2 separate regions of the Mus musculus genome follow, and region 1 is linked to region 2. A link is a contact called in public HiChIP or PLAC-seq data. All regions are on one chromosome and are shown on one strand. Each heading gives the region's core, a stretch centred on a gene start, on an enhancer-like site or on the middle of the called end of the contact. The rest is flanking DNA. Distances are from core to core; before and after follow the strand shown.

Region 1 (4,614 bases), core at 239-2,738, 960 kb before region 2:
AATGGGGAACCAAACTCATGTCCTCTGAACAGACAGTAAATCTTAATTGGGCCAACTCTTCAGCCCTAGAACCTTTTTTTTTAGAATAGGATCTCAGTGTGTCTCAGTGTAGCTTTGATTGGCCTGCCGCTCGATACGTTGACCAGGCTAGCCTCCAACTCACAGAGATCCACCTGCATCTGGCTCCTGAGTGCTGCAATTAAAGCCACCATGACTGGCACCACACATGATAATTCTTTTCTCTTCTTCTTTTTTTGCCATTTCGAGATAAGGTCTCTCTATGTAACCCTGGTGGTACTAAGAATTCTTACTGGCACCCTTTATAATCAAATTTCCCATGACACTTAGAAACTGCCCAGAATATAGCCTCCATTAAAGAACCTCCAGTTTCTGAATTACTAAGTCTTGCCAGGCACTATTATAAACACAGTTAATGTACTTTCTCATTTTAATTCTCTTTATAAGAAAGTGTTAACTATCCTTATTTTTAAAGATAAGAATATAGAGATTTAGAGATAGTAAGGAGACACCTTAAGGCGGCTTGTTAGTAGACGTTTCAGAATTCCTAAGCAAGTCTGACTGACTCCAATAAACAAATTCTGAACCACTTCACTATAATGCATATCATGAAATAGTCCAGATATATTTTTTATCAGATTTCCATAGACTTAATTTTTCTAATATCGACATTTTCAAAGAGTGTGATCTCAGGCCTTTGTCTTTCAAGACTTATCACCAAAAATTTAGCTGTTTACCTGGTATTCAAATCTAACACAAAGCATCTGTATTTCACCGGACAATCTTACCCAGGCTCGGGACCTGGTGGGGCAGTAGGCCTCCATTCTCTCACTCCAAATAGGCCAAAAATAAATAAATAAATAAATAGTCCAGCGGAAGCACTGGACATGGAAATGGAGCAGACGGGCTACTGGAGTAGCCAGTGACAGAAGCTGAGACTCAAACCCCAGAAACACTCCATACAACCTGGTTATCAGAAAGCATCCAAGTCATAAGGCCTTAAGAACAGAAAGGGCTGGCACACCCCCCCAGAAGAGGTGGCTGGAAGGAGTAGGGAGCCGGCCTAAGGTTAACGAGCCACGACACGATAAGTTCCAGGACATACGAAGCAGCACGGACTGCAGACTACTCCACTAACCCTAAGCCGCTCCCTCGGTTATTCCTCCGGGTTCTTCCAGGAGGCCCGACGCGGTCAGCGAGTCCTGCCTTAGTGACAGCACCACTACCCCCAACACCCAACCTCCGCTGTTCCCGTTTCTTCTCCACTACCTTTGACCCGCGCGCTCTTCGTCTCGAATTTGGTTAGCATCCTTCAGGCCTCGGGCTCCTAGGTCAGGTTAGCGGGTCCCGCCGCTCCCGGTGGCACTCCCAAGGCTTCCACGTCAGCTACTCCCGGGTCGCGGCTCCCGGAAGCTCCTCGGACAAGGACTTCCGGTCTCTGGAGCGCTGGGCCACAGAGACGATGCTAGCGGAAGCCTAGAGAGGCCGCTACGAGTCTGGAAGGGACCTGAGGCTTCCGCCCAGCGGAGAGGCAAGATGGCTACGACTAGGGGCGGCTCTGGGCCTGACCCAGGAAGTCGGGGTCTTCTTCTTCTGTCTTTTTCCGTGGTACTGGCAGGTGAGGTCACCCCACCCCGGAGCTCTGGTCTTTAAGAGGAGCCGTCCGGAACGGCCCATCGCTAGTGCAGGCAATGCCCTTCTGGTTCCGATTGCCCCTCTGTCCCCCGCCCTGGAAATCCTTCTTGTCTTTCGTTCCCATGACATAAGTTCCTCCTTTGCCTGGACCTGCATTTCCTTAGTTCTCTCCAGCCCTTTTCTGGGTTTCCAGCCTGATTCTCTTCAACCTTTCTCGCATGCCTCGTTCTCTGTTTAAAGCCCAGCCACCCCATCAGCCATCAAAAGGGACAGGTGTGAAAAGCTCAGCCCCCTTCCTCCGGTTTAGTATGTTTGAGATCAAAACAGTCTCGTTTCGTGGTCTTTGTGCGACGTTGAAAAAATGAGAGCCCCCGTTTCCTCCTGTTGGTTCTAGCCTAAATTTGTGTTCCTTGTTTTCTTAGCTTACTAAAGTGAGGCTAACGTTAGCTTAGCTGCTTTAAACTGTTAAGAGGGAAGTAATGATTCAAGGAATCTTAGACGTTTAATGTATATGAATATTTTCTTTTTTTCCAATCTAATGTCTATTTAGTGATCTTTAAATTATGAAGTACAATCAGTAACACACCTGTAATTATTTATAGTGTGTTCAACTAAGAGTTAAGCAAAGATATATATATATATCTTTCTAGGTAAGCCCTGAAATGCAGCCATTTCCTTGTATAGCCATGACTCCGTCTTTCTCAACATTCACATTGCTTTTGATTAGCTTCAAGGGAGGAACTGTAGCTGTCCCATACTCTAGGTGTGTGGGCAAATGGTCTGATATTTCATTAACTGACCAGGTGTGTGGCATAACGTTTCTTCTCCTAGGTCTGTTCAGATTCTTAGGTGGTTTTTGTTGTTAGTGCTTTTCTTTGTTTGGTTTTGGCAATCTATATTCTTAGACCAGAGCTCTTTTGATAACTAATTAGTAATGTACAGGCAAGCTAAAAGAAGCAGACTTGTTTAGCCCTGAAACTTGACGCCGGCACATCTGAAGTCAAAGACTTTTGACAATCACCTTTTAGCTTTATAATTAATCGATCATCATGGAGTCTAATAACTTTCTAAAATACACAGCTAGGTCCTCTTTACAATACTTATGTTCCAATAATGTGGCCAAGAAGTGAAAAGAATGATCATTAATCTTGTGTTAGACAGTATGATCGTGAATGCTTTACTGAAACCATGAATCGAGCTGATGATGATAGAGGCTAATACCAAATTATCTTTCACTTTTTCCTAATACTGTTTATCTTCTGATCAGGATTGTGTGGGGGAAACTCAGTGGAGAGGAAAATCTACATTCCCTTAAATAAAACAGCTCCTTGTGTCCGCCTGCTCAACGCCACTCATCAGATTGGCTGCCAGTGTAAGTTGGAATTGGAATTTGTATTTGTGGTCATTAATAATTCAGTTTGTATCCTGGATACTCAGAAATACTCATATCCTGCTTAGGAGTCTTGGCATTCAAATTACAGTGTATGTATAGAAGGTGATTATCATCTGTCAAACCAGGCAAGATAATTAATAAGAGCTGAAACTTAGTAAATGCTCTTTTAAAGTGTGCATTTTATTTTTGCCTCTGCAACAATCCTTGTTATTAACACTGTACAAATGATGAAACTAAAACTTGAGAAAAATGGATTAACTTTCCCAGCAGGATCATGCTAGTAAGAAATCAAACTAGGATCTTGTCTTTGTCAGGGTTTCTATTCCTGGACAAAACATCATGACCAAGAAGCAAGTTGGGGAGGAAAGGGTTTATTCAGCTTACACTTTCCACATTGCTGTTCATCACCAAAGGAAGTCAGGACTGGAACTCAAGCAGGTCAGGAAGCAGGAGCTGATGCAGAGGCAATGGAGGATTGTTACTTACTGGATTGCTTCCCCTGGCTTGCTCAGCCTGCTCTCTTATAGAACCCAAGACTGTCAGCGCAGAGATGGTCCCACCCACAAGGGGCCTTTCCCCCTTGATCACTAATTGAGAAAATACCCCACAGCTGGATCTCATGGAGGCACTTCTCCAACTGAAGCTCCTTTCTCTGTGATAACCCCAGCCTGTGTCAAGTTGACACATAAAACCAGCCAGTACAGATCTGAACCTGGTGGGATTCTCAGCTATCTTACCATAGAGTTCTCTAAGGTAAAAGAAGTCTCGTAGTCTATGGGGTCAAGTCATCACTGTGTCCTCTGAGTGATCTCTTTTGAACCAAAATGATCCTTTCCCCCCCTTTGAGACACAGACTTGCTAGGTAACCCAGGCTGGCTTTGGCCCTCTGCTGAGTTCTGGGACTACAAGCATGTGCTGTTTGCTGAGTTTTGTGCCAAACATGGGCCACTGTTTGCTGTTGTTATTTTGTGATGCTATTGATTGAATCCCTACCATCAAGCTAGTATCCCAAACCCCCAAATCGGCCTCTTCAAGAGCGATAAACTAGTTGAAGCAAAGGCATGCTAAGTAGGGCTGGAGAGAGGACACTGCGATTGAGAGAGCACTTGCTGCTCTTGGAAAGGGCTGATTTTTGGTTCCCAGCACTCACATGGTAGCTCTCCTCCATCTATCACTCCAGTTCCAGATCTGATGTTTCTAATCTCCACTGATATAGGCACCAGTGTGCACATTATATACATGCAGGCAAAACACTCATACACAAAAATATTCTTTAAATTCTTTTTTATTTTTATTTTCTTAAACCAACTGAGGGCTGGGGGAATGACCCAATAGGTAAAAGCTCTTGGGCACGCATGACAATCTGAATTTGAATCTTTCTAACTCACATTTTAAAAAAAGCTATAGGCATAACATGACTTATAATTCTAGCGCTTCTGTGGAGAGATGGGAGGCAGAGACAGAAGAATCCCTGTTTACTTATAGGCCAGCTAGTCTGTTGTATACAACAGAAAAACAAAGAGATCCTGTCTCAGATAAGGTAGAAGACAAGTCAAGAATATGTACCT
Region 2 (5,072 bases), core at 600-3,099:
GCTAAGACAATGGGTTGCAGAGTATAAGGAGAGCTGACCTGGGCACTAAGTCTGGGAAGAAAAGCCTACCAGCTGGAGGGAAGGGTTGAGAACAGTATACTGACTCTTGTGTAGGAAGATGCCCTGACAAAACCCAACAGTTGGTATGCCAACCTACAAGCAACACGAAAAGAAGAGAGCTAAATACAAAGAGAGACGAGATTGTGTCTGGCTTTGCCACGCTGCATATTGAACCCAGGATCTTGTGCGTGCTAGGTAAGTATGAGATTATAATCTGTTTGCTCAAGATGTGTACCAGGGGTGTAGCTCTGAGTTACAGTGCTTATCTAGCATGTACAGAGCTATGGTCCTCAGCGCTAGTGGGGAAAAATGGATTTTAAGGAGCTGGTATAAAATAGGTGTGTGTGTGTGTGTGTGGTTAGACTTTTTAAAAATGCAATTAAATGTTAATGTTTGAGGTTTATTATATTCTACTGAGCATTACAAAATTTAATTTTTAATTTTCACATAGCTGCTAAAACCTTTTAAATTATGTTTGTGACACACTGCTGGAGACTGCTAGATTAGACCAAGGGATGGTAACCAAATCCACATTGCTACCTGCTTTTAGAAGGCCAAGGGGCAGAAAACGCCACTTTCTTTCTTTCTTTCTTTCTTTCTTTCCTCTCTCTCTCTCTCTCTCTCTCTCTCTCTCTCTCTCTCTCTCTCTCTCTCTCTCTCTCTCTCTCTCTCTCTTTTTCTTTCTTTCTTTGAGGCTGGGTTCCACCCTTCTGTCCCTGCCTCCCTGGCAAGAACGTTTTTTATTTGTAAAAATAGACCATTTGTAAAAATATTTGTAGACATAAAACAACCATTTGTGTTGCTTTGACAGAAGGTAGTTGGCCAAGGTGGCACACACCTGTAAGCCTCACGCTTAGCAGAGGAAGGTAGGAGGGTTGTGACTTTGTGGTCCAGTCTGGGATAGGTAGGTAGTAGCAAAACCTTACCTGTCTACCTACTCACACACATACACATAAACGAAGAAAAAGAACAACACTAAACTGGGAATACTAAAGAAGGAAAATATTTTCTCCAAAGGAACTCCAAAAATGTGTAGGCAATATTTTGTTTCTTTTCTTACTACAAGACTCTGGCTGGCCTGGAACTCTCTATGTAGACCAGGCTGGCCTCGAACCATCAGTGACTATTTTGTGTCCTTGTTTTCATTCTCTCTCTCTCTCTCTCTCTCTCTCTCTCTCTCTCTCTCTCTCTCTCTCTCTCTCTCTTTCTCTCTCTCTCTGTGTGTGTGTGGAGGGGGAGGGGTTCTCTTGAAGCTCAGGTTAGCCTTGGACTCAGTATGTAGCCCCAGAATGCCTTGAACACCCATCCTCCTGCCTCGGGGACCACTGGGGAGCATCTCTACCCCTATATTTTGAATTTTTCTGAAACAAATTAGTGCTAACTTTCATATAAATAGATATGACTTTGTCACTTGACTTACAAAGCCTAAACTGCTTACTCTGGCCTGTACAAATAAAATCACTGCTTCCTGGCTTACGGTCTACAGATTTAACCCAGATCCTCTTTGCTTGTTCCTGGGCCCTCCCACCCATGAGATGAAGCACCGCCTCAACCCAGTCAGAGTCTGATGGGAGCGGGCAGTCAAGGGCAGCATCTGGAACATAAACTCAAATGTAAAAGGGTGACGAGCAAGCGCTTACCTGGTTGGCACTGTAGTTAGTGGCCATGATCCAGTGCTGTTTACACTTGTTGCCTGGCAACTGCAGAAGGCCAGCCTTCTGGGAGTTACTCCCGGTCAGCAGGGGTTGGGCTACATTCTGTGGTTTACACTACCCTCTTCCTTTCTCTCTGAAACGTAGGTTCATTTTCATTTTAGAGTATAGAGGCCCAAACAAACATGAGAAAATGAACTGAGAAGTAGCCATGGATACCTTGAACACCCCGTCCTCCTGCCTCTGCTTCCAAAATCCCAGGACCACTGAGCAGGACCGCTGCATTTGCCTCAGTTACTATACTTTGCATGTGTCCAAAACAAATCAGGGATAACTGTCATGTAAATAGCTGTTTCCCCAACATAGTTAAGTCTGCTTCAGAATTTCCAGGTTGTCTTTGAATGACATCTTCAACTATTTAAACAAACTTTGAGACCCCCCAACCCCCGTGAGCTGAGTGTGTGAGACACTGTGGTATAATGAACTAAGCCTAACCCCTCATCCATCACACACTGTAGTGATGGCCTGCTTTGTACACTGAAGAATAAGGTGAATGAAATGTTCACAGTGGGAATTGGGCGCTGCCAAGATGCTGCTCACAGGATAACAAAGGCACACTGCTTAGGAAGCAACCAACTGGTTTGTTCCCAAAAGGAAATATATGTCTTATCCTTGGTCCTTAAGTGACTCCTGTCTCCTCCATCCCCCTACAGTCACAGGACCCAAGATATAGCTTCATAGTGTTGGTTAGGATATGGCAAATCAGAACGTAGGGTGGGAAACTGAGTAGGTACCAGGGCCTGAGCCTATTAGCTATAAAACCAAGGAACCCTGAGAGACTCATTGAAATTTCTGTTAAGTCCATCTACTCATCTATTGGGGTGTTAGAACTAAAGAGGGCTTGTCAGTTACAAAGTCTTAAGTTTTAAAAAAAGGAAAAAACCCAAGTTGTCCAAAGATACTTAAGAGCCAGATATGGCTGTGCACGCCTGTAATCCCAGTATCCAGGAAGTGGAGGCAGGAGGATCTCAAGTTCAAGACCAGCCTTGGCTATGTAGTAGGATCCTGTCTCCAAAAAACAGGGAAGGGACTCATGAGGCCCCCCCTCCTTCCTGGAGCTATGGAGGCGTTAACTGTTGCTGGGGGAGGGGCTCACAAGGCCCCGCCCTTTATGTTAATAGTTCTGGAGAGGGCAGGATCTTCTTTTCAGTGTTGTAACCAGCCACACTGGTAGGTGGTCCATGCTCCTGGGAATAACCTCCCACGTGTGCAAGCATCTCTGAGCTCAGACACACACACACACACACACACACACACACACACACACACTCAAACACGAAAGCATGGTGACGCCTCTAACCTCAGAACTTGGAGGAGTCAGACCTCTAAATGTGAGCCAACCAGGTTTACATAGTAAGTTCCAGGCCAGTCAGGGATGCATAGAAAGGCCTTATCTCAACAACCAAACAACAAGAACAAAAGTCCACGTGAAGTGAGAAGAGGGTATAGGGGGAAGCAGGTGGGGTCCACTGGGAGGGGGAGGGGCATAAGAGGGTGAACGCAATCAGAATCCTACATGAATGAAAATGTCACAATGAAACCCATTATTCTATAGATCATAGGTGCTGGTTTGAAGGAAGGACGTGGGGTGGGGAAGGGATCTGGGGAGATGGCTCAGTGACTGGGAGTGCTCTCTGCTCATCCAGTAGAGCCAAGCTGGCTTTCCCAGTGCCCATGGCTCTCAGCCTCTGTAACCACAGCTATGTGGAATCTGACGCCCTCTTCTGAAACAGCTACCTCAACTCACACATATGATTTAAAAACAAATTGTTTCTTTCAAGAAAGCAAGCTGCATGTGGTTGTTTATACCTGCAATCCAAGCCTTTGGGATGCTGAAGCAGGAGGATGGCTCCAAGTTTGGGTTACTTGAGGCTGCCTCCAAAATTCAGTGGGGAGATAATTGCTAGTTCTTTTTTCCCCTAAAATGTTTCTCCTATCCAACCCAGCATAATGATACTCCTGACCCTTCCAGATAATGGGTTAAGAACAGCTCTTATTACAGGCTCTGACAGTTCACAGCTGGGTAATGTGACATAGGCCAGCAGCCCCGTGTGCTCTGTCCCTGTGGTTCTCATTACTCTCTAGAGTGATGGAGGACACAGGAGTTATTTTAGGATCAAGGGCTGTCTCTGCTCTCGAACATCCATTTTGCCCACAAGAGGCAAAGTGACAGCTCTGTAGCCATGGCTTCTCTGGGAACTGCTGTCTTCGTTAACTATCAAGGCAGTTTTTCCTCAGCTCTGTGGACAGTGTGTGAACTCAGACCTAAGTGAGGACAACCATTAATGTCCATCCTGGAGCCAAATTATCTGGGTGAAATTCTGACTGTGCTTGGAAAATGAGGCCTTAGAAAAGTTCATCAGCCCGGGCTTTAGCGACCTTGCATGAGAAATGTAGACTGTCCTACTTCAGAGCATTAACTGTGCTAACATGGCCTGTAGGCACTTCATGCAAAGAGGGCTCAAGAATTTTACTGGCTTAAGAGTGCCTGGGGTGGGGATGGGAGGTGAATGTGAGGTGCACACTTTTCATCCCAAAAATTGGGAGCCAGAGCTGGTGGATCTCTGAGTTTGAGGTCAGCCTGCTCTACATAGTGAGTTCCCGGTCAGCTGTGGCTACACAGTCTTAATGTGTCTCAAAACAACAACAAAAAGAGAATCCAGAGGTGATCAGCAAGATGGCTCAGTGGGTTAAAAAACTACTTCCCTGAGAAGCCTGATGGCCTGAGTATTGTCCCAGAACCCACGTGACAAAGCCAACTGTACCTGTAAGCCACACACTCCTCTACCTAGACAGATGTGCAAGATAGTGCCCACCTGGGCTGGAGAGATGGCTCAGCTTCATCCTCTCCCTCTCCCTCTCCCTCTCCCTCTCCCTCTCCCTCTCCCTCTCCCTCTCCCTCTCCCTCTCCCTCTCCCTCTCCCTCTCCCTCTCCCTCTCCCTCTCCCTCTCCCTCTCCCTCTCCCTCTCCCTCTCCCTCTCCCTCTCTTCCCCCTCTCTCTCCTCCCTCTCCCTCTCCCTCTCCCTCTCCCTCTCCCTCTCTCTCACTCCCTCTCTCTCACTCCCTCTCTCTCACTCCCTCTCTCTCTCTCTCAACATGTCCAGCAAGCACCTGGATTTCCTCTTGATGTAAATGAAGCATCCCCAGCACCCAGCACCTCAGCCCTAGCCAATAATGTACACTCACCTCAAAAGCCCTACCTACTCTCCAAGATTTATATAACCTTTATTATCCCCAAATAATGAGAGCTGTAACATTGAGGATTTGGGAAGCATACAACACACACACACACACACACA

The links. HiChIP or PLAC-seq counts read pairs in DNA pulled down with a chosen protein or histone mark.
Region 1: an H3K27ac HiChIP or PLAC-seq map of microglia shows a contact between it and region 2, with 4 times the contacts expected there. The contact joins the promoter of Ncstn here to the promoter of Cfap126 in region 2. A contact is called at or near these places in 1 of 39 promoter capture datasets (pre-B cells), 1 of 115 datasets of contacts at active chromatin or transcription factors (microglia) and 1 of 9 other capture datasets (adipose tissue).

What each region holds. Positions count from the first base shown.
Region 1 is chr1:172,079,623-172,084,236 of GRCm38.p6, reverse strand. It overlaps Ncstn (nicastrin), which reads left to right and starts at 1,488. Exons shown (of 17, transcript NM_021607.3): 1 at 1,488-1,636; 2 at 2,921-3,025. The coding sequence starts at 1,555. It overlaps Copa (coatomer protein complex subunit alpha), which reads right to left and starts at 1,708. Exons shown (of 33, transcript NM_009938.4): 1 at 1,288-1,708. The coding sequence starts at 1,327.
Region 2 is chr1:171,119,822-171,124,893 of GRCm38.p6, reverse strand. It overlaps Cfap126 (cilia and flagella associated protein 126), which reads right to left and starts at 1,849. Exons shown (of 5, transcript NM_001379426.1): 1 at 1,701-1,849. The coding sequence starts at 1,727.